Regions from separate parts of the Sus scrofa genome. Here region 1 is linked to region 2. A link is a contact called in public HiChIP or PLAC-seq data. All regions are on one chromosome and are shown on one strand. The core of a region is the stretch at or near the end of the contact, and the rest is flanking DNA. Distances in the headings are between cores, read along the strand shown.

The links. HiChIP or PLAC-seq counts read pairs in DNA pulled down with a chosen protein or histone mark.
Region 1: a contact with region 2 is called in an H3K27ac HiChIP or PLAC-seq map of alveolar macrophages. The contact joins two enhancer-like sites. A contact is called at or near these places in 4 of 47 Hi-C or Micro-C datasets (embryonic fibroblasts, mesenteric adipose tissue, retroperitoneal adipose tissue and 1 more) and 1 of 2 datasets of contacts at active chromatin or transcription factors (alveolar macrophages).

Annotation. Positions count from the first base shown.
Region 1 is chrX:88,352,994-88,358,275 of Sscrofa11.1, forward strand. All of the region lies in intron 3 of MID2 (probable E3 ubiquitin-protein ligase MID2), which reads left to right. Among named protein-coding and RNA genes, the nearest start is that of NLRP12L, 48 kb to the right of the region's middle. Within about 2 kb of position 2,943, at least 1 of the 83 cell types and tissues checked has an H3K27ac peak or open chromatin away from gene starts, as enhancers often do. A contact at or near this core is called in alveolar macrophages, where this site is marked.
Region 2 is chrX:88,256,345-88,261,349 of Sscrofa11.1, forward strand. It overlaps the pseudogene LOC102161152. Among named protein-coding and RNA genes, the nearest start is that of TSC22D3, 25 kb to the left of the region's middle. Within about 2 kb of position 1,932, at least 1 of the 83 cell types and tissues checked has an H3K27ac peak or open chromatin away from gene starts, as enhancers often do. A contact at or near this core is called in alveolar macrophages, where this site is marked.

The DNA of each region.
Region 1 (5,282 bases), core at 1,693-4,192, 98 kb after region 2:
CAGAGCAGTGGTAGTCAAAACAAAACAAAAAAGCAACTTTTCGGCTACCGATTATATATCAGAAAATGTATTGGGCGCTTTATTTCTGTTATTTAATAAACATGTATAAAACCCTACGAGGCTAGATACTAATAGGATGCTCATTTACAGAGGAGGAACCTTAGGCTGCTTGCCCCAGACCAGACAGGTTGTTGATAAGCAGCAGAGCTAGGAGCCTAACCTGGGGCTGTCTGACTTCAAAGCCCATTCTTTGTAAGGATTTTCCATTTTCAGTTTGGTCTTTGGTTCCCTAAAGATAACCCCTGATTTTTTTTTTCCCTTTTGTCATCTGAAGTGCCCTGTCTCATAAAAATGACTTCTTTCTCAGAATGATGCCTTCCCTGACCTTAGCTGTCACTGTGTGAATTTCCTTGGCTCTCACAGTAGATTTCTTGCACTGGATGTATGCAGAAAGAATCAGGATACAGGAGTTCCCGTCATGGCTCAGTGGAAACAATTCTGACTAGCATCCTTGAGGACGCAGGTTCGATCCCTGGCCTCACTCCGTGGGTTAAGGATCTGGCATTGCCGTGAGCTGTGGTGTAGGTGGCAGATGCAGTTCTGATCAGGCGTTGTTGTGGCTGTGGTCTAGGCCAGTGGCTACAACTCAGATTTGACCCCTAGCCTGGGAACCTCCATATGCCATGGGTGCAGCCCTAAAAAGACCAAAAAAAAAAAAAAAAAAAAAAAAGAATCAGGATACCACAGCCGTCTCCCAGAAACAGAGGTCTTGGGCAGGGATGCTTACGTCAGACTTGAGTACAAAGAAGGGCTAAATGCTCCCTACAGTCTAGTCTGAGGCTAAAGAATGCCTAATCATTCACTGGCTTGCCCTGCTCTCCTTCCATTACATAAGTCTGTGATTGTGAAAGCCAGTGAAAAGGAGGGCTTGGGGAAGAGCCCTAGACTCAGAATCAGGAAACCTGGGTTTTGGAACTGTCTCTGCCACGCACTGACTGCTTGACCACGGGCAGAATGGCCAGTGCCTCGCCTCTGTTGCACCCACTGCCTGCTTTGCTCTGTTGCAGTTACCTGATTCCATCTCGTTTCCTTCATTGGACAGCAAGTTTCTTAAAGGCAGTGGCCATGACTGTGCCACATTCATTGTGGAAACCACAGTTCCTAACTGGTCTCTCTGACTCATGCTGTCCCCCTTTAATCCATTTTCCACATTGTTGTGGGAATGAGCTTTTTAAAATGCAAAGCCCACATGCCACGCCCCTACCACAAACCCTTCAGTGGTTCCCCATCACCATTAAGATAAAGGTTTCTAAGACCCATTATGATCTGGACCCTGTCTGCCTTGAGCATACGCTTTTCACTACCTGCACTTTATACCTGGTTCATTCACTCTGCAAGTATTAAAGCATATCTCTGCCTTGGGCCAAGCATTGGAAGCACAGTGTGAACATGGCACCTGTCCTCAGAGAACTTGCACCCCTCCCCTTTGCTCCTGGCTGGCGAATGCTTATCTCCTAAGGCTCAGCTTGGGCATCTCCTCCTCCAGGAAGCCATCACACATGCTCTGTATCCCTCTCCTTCTCCCTAATCTGGTTCAGGAGTTCTTCCCCTGTGTACCTGGAGAACCCTATCTATCTATCTATCTATCTATCTATATTCTTTGGTCTTTTTAGGGCCACACCCATGGCATATGGAGGTTCCCAGGCTAGGGGTCGAATCAGAGCTACAGCTGCAAGCCTACGCCAGAGCCACCGCAACGCCAGATCCCAGCCGCTTCTGCAACCTACACCACAGCTCACGGCAATGCCAGATCCTTTACCTACTGAGCGAGGCCAGGGATCAAACCCGCGTCCTCATGGATACCAGTGGGGTTCGTTACTGCTGAGCCATGACGGGAACTCCCGTATATGTACATTCATCATAGCACTTCTATATACCTATTTGTCTCCCCACCAGACCTTAAACTTAGTGGGTACTGTGGCCTATCCACTTTTTTTATACCCAGCACATGGCTTGGGACACAATAGGTGCTGAGAAAGGATAATTAAATAAACACTGCCCTCTGGTGGCTAGCTGTTGTCAGTACAATCCTTTATGCACCCCAGGGATGAGTAAAGCACAGCCAGTTTCACAAGAGAGGTAACTCTTTCCTTCTTTTAACATTGGGTGAGGAACCATTTCAGAATATGTGATCTCCTAGCACCTAGGTGGTTGTTTCAGCATCTTTGAAAATCTTCCATAATGTGGCAAACCATATGTAAATGGCAGAGCCAAATTACCATTTTGAGTAATTGTATAAAAAGAAAATGTAAGGGAAATTTGCCTCTTGTAATGAAGACATGTGACCTAGTATACAATTTTTCATTCTCTCTTTATTTCAGGGCCAACATACTCACATTCGTTCATTAATTCCACAAATATTTGTTGACTACCCACAGTGTGCCAGGCATTATTCTAGGTGTTGGGAATACAGTAGTGAATAAAACAAAGTCCTTAAGATTACGAAGCTTATGTGCTAGCTGGGGGAGACACACAATAAATATATTTTTATTAGGAGTTATACATGTTATGGATAAAAATCAACTAGGATGCCAAGTGGGTATGAGATGAGACGCCATTTGAGCAAAGGCCTAAAAATATCTAGTTATAACTTCAGAAAAATTTATAAATGTTGGTTCACCCGATCTGTCTAAACCATTATGGGACTTCTAAAGTTTTTCTTTTTCTTTTAATTCTTGAAATAAGTTTAAGCTCATATAGAAGGTTCTAAAATAATAGAGTTCCAACACACCATCCATATATTCTTCCCCAGTGTTAACATCTTACATAACCACATAACTCTCGCAATTAGGAAGTTATCATTGGTACAATATTCTACTAAGCAAGCTACAGACCACATGCAGATTTCATCAGTTTTTAACATGTACTCAGCCTTTTGGAGGGGCGGGGGGGAATGTGTGTAGTTCCATAAATGTCATCACATGTATAGATTCGTGTAACTACCACCATAATGAGAACAGTACAATCTCATTACCCCTAAAACCTCATTTGTGCTACTTCTTTGCAGTCACATCTGCCCCCCTGGCAGCCACGGATCTGTTCTTCATCACGATAATTTTGTAATTTGTGGAATGTTACATAAATGGAATCATGCAGTATGCAACATATTATGATTTGTTTATGTCACTCATCATCATGCCTCTGAGATACATTCAGGTTGTGTGCATCAATGGTTTACATTTTTTTTTTATCGTTGATGATCCACAATTCGTTTATCTGTGCCCCCACTGAAGAGCATTTCAGTTGTTTCCAGTTTTTGGCTAAGACCCATAAAGCTGTTACGAACATCCCTGCAAGTTTGTGTGTGCGTGTGTGTGTGTGTAGATATAAATGTTCATATTTATAGGCTAAATTCACAAGGGTGAGATCCAGAGAGTTTTATAGCTTCAGAGGGGGTTATAAGCAAGTACTATGCTTCACAAAACAAGTAGTGGAGTGGAAAGAACACTGGATGGGGAGCGAAAGCTCTGGCTCCAGCCGTGCCCTGTCATTGATCGTACTATGATGTTGAGTAAGCCCTTCTCTCTAGGCCTCACGTTTCTATCTATAAAATAAGAGGCTAGAAATGGATGCTTACTTCAGTCCTTTTAAGATTTAACAATTTTACGGTTCTGAAGATATAGAAAGGAGGTTTCTGCTTCATTTCATGTAGGATATATATATGTGTGTGCATGTGCGTGTGTGTGTGTGTGCGCGCGTGTGTATAATACCTCTCCCACTTCTTGCCTGTTCTAAATAGCTACCTTGTGTAGAAGGAGAATATGGGGGGAGAAAATAACTAGCCCTAAGGCTACCAAGGCTTGGAGGTCTGATCCCTGAGGGATTCTAAAACTAACACAGAATTGCCACCCGGCACTAGGCCATTCCTAAGACATGTATATAGAGCCAATTATCCTCTCTCTGTGTTGCCAAAATTTTTGTTCATTAAACTCGGTAAGTAAACATGGAAAATGTGTGTGTGCATGTCGATATACGTGTGTGTGCATTATATATGTTCTACATGTTACATTATATGCATTTTGGGGGCCACACCTATGGCATGCATCCTCAGGGATCGAGCCCATAACATAGCAGTGACCCAACGCCGGATCCTTAACCCACTGAGGGAGGCCAGGGATCGAACCCGCAACCTCGTGGATCCTAGTCGGGTTCCTTAACCACCGAGCCACGAAGGGAACTCCCACACCATATTTATGGCTTTGATGCTCCCATTCCCCACCTACCTCTGCCCCGCAACCCCTCATCCACTCCTCTGCCAAAAAATTAAATGTAGGCACTGAGGCAGTCGGTTGCTTAACTCTGCCTCAGCAATTTATTTTTTTTTTGTCTCCTAAGCTCCAGTTCCTCCAGTACAGAATCTTATTAATAGCTTTACATATTCCCCAGTCTGTTAAGTGAGCACCCTCCCTCCAAATCAAATGAAACAGATAAAATCCATTAAAAAAAACAGCCCCGCTTCATTTAATTCTTTTTATGTAAAGCCAGCAGAATCATCTTTGAAATGTTGTAGAATTTTGCTTTAGAAAACAAAGAAGATGTCTCATCTTCCTCTTCCTTTTATACACATTTGAACCTTTTTTTTTTCTTATTTTTAGGGCTGCACCTGCAGCATATGGAGGTTCCCAGGCTAGGGGTCGAATCGGAGCTACAGCTGCTGGTCTACACCACAGCCACAGCCACGCCAGATCCAAGCTGCCTCTGCGACCTCCACCACAGCTCACAGCAACGCAGGATCCTTAAACCCACTGAGCGAGGCCAGGGATCGAACCTGCAACCTCATGGTTCCTAGTCGGATTCATGTGTGCTGTGTCACAACGGGAACTTCCCGATTTGAACTTTCTTGATACAAAGGACTGTGGAGGTAGTATGTATGTGCTGCTGTCCCTTAAAGTGTGATCCAGATTAACATCTTGGCTTAGATGCTCTCACAGTACATGCAGCATCGGCATCAGAAACATCATGTTTTCTTGCTTTTTTTTCCCAGCTTTGTTGAGATATAATTGACATATAACATTGTGTAAGTTTAAGGTGTGCAATGTGATGATTTGATATGCTAATATATAAGCATATAAGATGAACACATATAAGATGGTCGTGTCATAAGATGACCACGATAAGCTTAGTTAACACAACCATCACCTCACATAGTTACGCATGTGTGGTGAGAACATTTAAGATCCACTCTGAGTTCCCTTCGCGGCTCAGCAGTTAATGAACCCAAC
Region 2 (5,005 bases), core at 682-3,181:
AATTTCAGTAGGCTCTGTGTTTCTAGAAAGATCTAGCAATCCCATTCCTGGGCATATACCCATACAAAACAATGATTCATAGAGATACAGGAACCCAAGTTTCACTGCAGCACTGTTCATAATAGCCAAGATATGGAAACAACCTAAATGTCCACCAGCAGATGACTGGATTAAGAAGATGTGATACATATATAAAATGGAATACTACTCAGCCATATAAAAGGACAAAATAATGCCATTTGCAGCAACATGGATGTAACTAGAGATTATTGTACTAAGTGAAGTAAATCAGAAAAAGAAAGACATATACCATATGATGTCACTTATATGTAAAATATAAACTATGGCAAAAATAAACCTACCTACAAAACAGAAACAGACCCATGGACAAGATGAACAGACTTGTGGTTGCCAAGAAGGAGGGGGAAGGGAAAGGGATGAACTTGAGAATTTGGGGGTAAGTAGGCGCAAACTTTTGCATTTAGAATAGATAGACAGTGAGGTCCTGCTATATTGCACAGGGAACTATAGCCATGGATAGATCATGATGGAAAAGAATATTATAAAAAAGAATTTATATGTGTGTATAAATAAACCATTTTGCTATACAACAGAAATCAGCACAACATTGTAAATCAACTATATTTTAACTAAAAAATCAAAAATACCCCCCCCAAGAATCTACATTTCAATGTAGTTCTGAAGGTATTTCTTTCACACTAAAATTTGGGAACCATTGCAAAAATAGAGGGAGGTCCAGAGAACTAATGCATATTTTTGAAAAGTGTAGGTAAAACCAGTTGATCATTTTCAATGCCTTTTTTTTTTTTTTTTTGTCTTTTTGTCTTTGCGAGGGCCACACACGCGGCATATGGAGGTTCCCAGGCTAGGGGTCTAATAGGAGCTGTAGCCGCCAGCTGCACCACAGCCACAGAAACGCCAGATCCTAAACCCACTGAGCGAGGCCAGGGATTGAACCCGCAATCTCATGGTTCCTAGTCGGATAAGTTAACCACTGAGCCACGACAGGAACTCCCATTTTCAATGCCTTTGACTGGAGTGGGAAAATTTAGTAAAGGGGGAAAAGATAATTCATTAAAATTATCTGGGCCCAAGTGGTTTGGGATTTTCCTGAGTCACCATTTTCTCTTATTTCTTCCTTCCTGGGTACACTTAAGTGTGGTGTGAGACACTTGGGCTTTAAAAAAAAAAAGGTTTTTAAAATAGACTTGGAATATTCAAATAATTAAATAAAAGCCATTCTAAAGTTTAAGAGGAAAAGTGGAATTATTTCTAATAACATCTCATCTTAATTTAGGTCCGATTTATGATGCCAGGGAGTTTTCATTTTTATTCTTTTTTTTTTTTTTTTTTTTGTGGGGGCGCACACCCACAGGATATGGAAGTTCCCAGGCTAGGGGTCAAATCAGAGCTGAAGCTACCAGCCTCGGCCACAGCCATGCGGGATCCGATCCCAGTCTGCTACCTACACCACAGCTCATGGCAACGCTGGATCCTTTAACCCCCTGAGCGACGCCAGGGATCGAATGCACGTTCCCATGGACACTAGTCAGGTTCCTTACTGCTGAGCCGCAACGGAACTCCTCATTTTTATTCTTCAGTACTTGATGGTATAAGGGGGCTCTTTGCCTGATCTAACAATCCAATATATTACTTTCCATATTATAGAGTTGAATTAAAATGGATTATTTTAAATTACGAGAGAGTAAGTGACAACTGTATTTGTGCTTTGACCCTGATTATGTCTGTGATTTATCTGATGCCTAGCCCTCAATCAGACACCATAGTAGTGCTCGTTATCCATGAAAATTCAATCCATTTGGCTGTTTTATGCTGTATTTTTCCAGAGGATACTGTTAGGAAATGTGTTCCTTGGTAACAGATGAGATGTGTAAGATCTGAGTCAACCAAAGGCAGCCTGACTTTCCTTTCAGGAAGACTTGCACAATTGGACGTTGTGACCATGTTCCTGGGGCTTGGAACTTGCCATTTGGGGTTTGCCTTGATGCGATCTTCATGATCAAGAGCTGAGGTGTCTGTGCACAATCCTCTTAGATATACACTTAGGTTTGCATTTCTGTTTCCCTCCTCATAACTTTACTTTTTTAAAATTCACTTTAGGCTTTGATTGTTTTTTTTGTTGTTGTTGGTGGTGTTACTGCTTCTGACCTGGATCCGGAACTGCGGCCTTCACGGCACCCACGGGGCACTATGTCCAATGACCTGACAATTCAGCGCAGCAACTCCTGCCCGGAGCTGAGCGAGTACCAGGACCAGCAGTTTCGTGGCGACAACGAAGAGCATGAAAAATTACTGATGGAAAGCTCCACACTGTATGTGGAGAATCTTTCCATTTATACAACTGAAGAGCAAATATTTGAGCTCTTTAGTAGGTGTGGTGATGTCAAGAATGTCTTTATGGGCCTGGATAATATAAAGAAAACAGCATGTGGTTTCTGTTTTGTAGAATACCATCTCAGAGCCGATGCTGAAAATGCCATGAGATTCCTAAATGGGACCCTCCTAGATGACCGTATTATCCACACAAAATGGGATATAGGTTTTAAAGAGGGCAGACAGTATGCCCATGGCAGGTGTGGGGGCCAGGTAAGAGATGAATTTCGTGAAGACGCCAATGTTGGTGGAGGAGGCTTTGGAAGTCAGGCTTAGACCCATGGTAGGAGAAAAATCCACTAGAGAAAAACCTTACAGCTCCAACCCCTCAAAAATTCTATTAAAGAAAAACAACACGTCAGCAAATAGCCCATTTTACAACAAATTTAAATCACTTTATTGGCTGGGTGGAAACCCTTTTGATGTATTTGTCTCTCAGAAACATTATTAAATGGCATGAAAATATTCTCTTGTTCTTGTGTTAATTTTGAGGCTGGTTTTCAGATTACTAGTTTGACCATCAGATGGTCAAATGTGAAGTGTTGTTCAGGAATAAATTAGGGTGTGAGAGATGTGAGTCAACCAAAACACAACTTCCTTTTCAGAAGATTTCAGCTGGTTTTTTTTTTTTTTTTTTTTTTTGTCTTTTGTCTTTTAGGGCCACACCCAGGGCATATGGAGGTTCCCAGGCTAGGAGTCGAATCAGAACTGTAGCCACCGGCCTACACCACAGCCACAGCAATGCGGGATCCATGCCACGTCTGTGACCTATACCACAGCTCATGCAACGCTGGATCCTTAACCCACTGAGCAAGGCCATGGATCGAACCCACGTCCTCATGGATACTAGTTGGATTTGCTAACCACTGAGCCATGACAGGAACTCCTCACCTGGATTTTATGACCATGTTCCCAGGACCTGAAATGATTGGATTTTAGTCAAATAAAATAAAGTCAAATAATTAGAAATTTTTAAAAATCACTAAAGGAATACAAACGCATTTAGTTAAAATATTAAAAATCTGAAAGAGGGAGTTCCTGTCGTGGTGCAACGGAAACGAATTCAACTAGGAGCCATGAGGTTGCAGGTTCAATCCCTGGCCTTGCTCAGTGGGTTAAGGATCTGGTGTTGCCATGAGCTGTGGTGTAGGTCGAAGACGCGGCTTGGATCTGGCGTTGCTGTGGCTGTGGTGTAGGCCAGCAGCTCAGCTTCTATTAGACCCCTAGCCTGGGAACCTCCATATGCCGCGGGTGCGGCCCTAAAAAAATTAAAAAAAAAATAATATCTGAAAGAATGTATAATAAAAATAAAAATCTCCCTGCCCTACCTCTTCCAACCCCAAGCCCACTCCCTGGGTAATAACTTTCAATTATTTTAGCAGGGTTTTTGTTTGTTTGTTTCCTGGTAGTTTCATCCATATTTCTGAATAACACGACTGCTTATACTGTTTCTTTTCTTGTTTTTCTTTTTTGTTTTTTTGGCCAAGCCCACGGCCTGTGGAAGTTCCAGGCCAGGGGCTGAACTTGTGCCAGAGCAGTAACCAGAGCCACAGAGATGATGCTGCTGGCTCCTTAACTGGCTGAGCCACCAGGGAACTTCTATTTTCATTTTAAACGTCGTTTACTGACTCCCTGCTTTCATAGATGAAGAGTTAGTTCATTTACACCCCAACTGGCACTTCTCTCCACACTCTCAATATAGTTGACAGCATGTTGCTTACATTTTCTGTTGTTCCATAACATAGGTTAGGTTATGCTGCAGTAACAAACAACCCCCAAAGCCTTAGTGCCCTGAAATCACTGAAGTCCATTCCTCACACTACGTTTCCATGGCCGATTGCCTGGGGGCTCTGCTGCATGCCTAGATCATCCTCATTTTGGGACCCAGAAGGCTTAGCCACTGTCATTACTGTCAATCATTTATTTAATTCCCTCTTCTTGCTGGTGATTGGTTTAGGATTCCAGGTCTAAGACAACCAGAGGTTAACAATTCCATGATGATAGCTATTAATAAGGTCAGAGGTGGACAATGAACAAGGGGGATCCCCGTTAGACTCCACGAAGGATTTTCAGTTTGTGCTTGAAGGAGAGGTTGTCTCTCTCCTTCCCACTGGATGTAAGTAAGTATGTGTACAGCCTTTGCTACAAGCAGCCTTCTTATGACCATAGGAGAAACAAGCCCTAGGATGAATTGTTTTCTTTCTCTCTTTCAATGATTTTTTTGGTTGCTCCCACGACATGCGGAAGTGCCCAGGCTGGGCTTCAAACCTGAGCCATAGCAGGGACAAGGCCAGATCCTTGATCACTAGGTCACTAGGGAACTCCTGAATGGGATTCTTTTTTTTTTTTTTGTCTTTTTTTGCCATTTCTTGGGGTGCTCCCATGGCATATGGAGGTTCCCAGGCTAGGGCTCGAATGGGAGCTGTAGCCGCTGGCCTACACCAGAGCCACAGCAACGCAGGATCCGAGCCGCGTCTGCAACCTACACCACAGGTCATGGCAACGCCGGATCGTTAACCCACTGAACAAGGGCAGGGACCGAGCCCGCGACCTCACGGTTCCTAGTCAGATTCGTTAACCACTGCGCCAC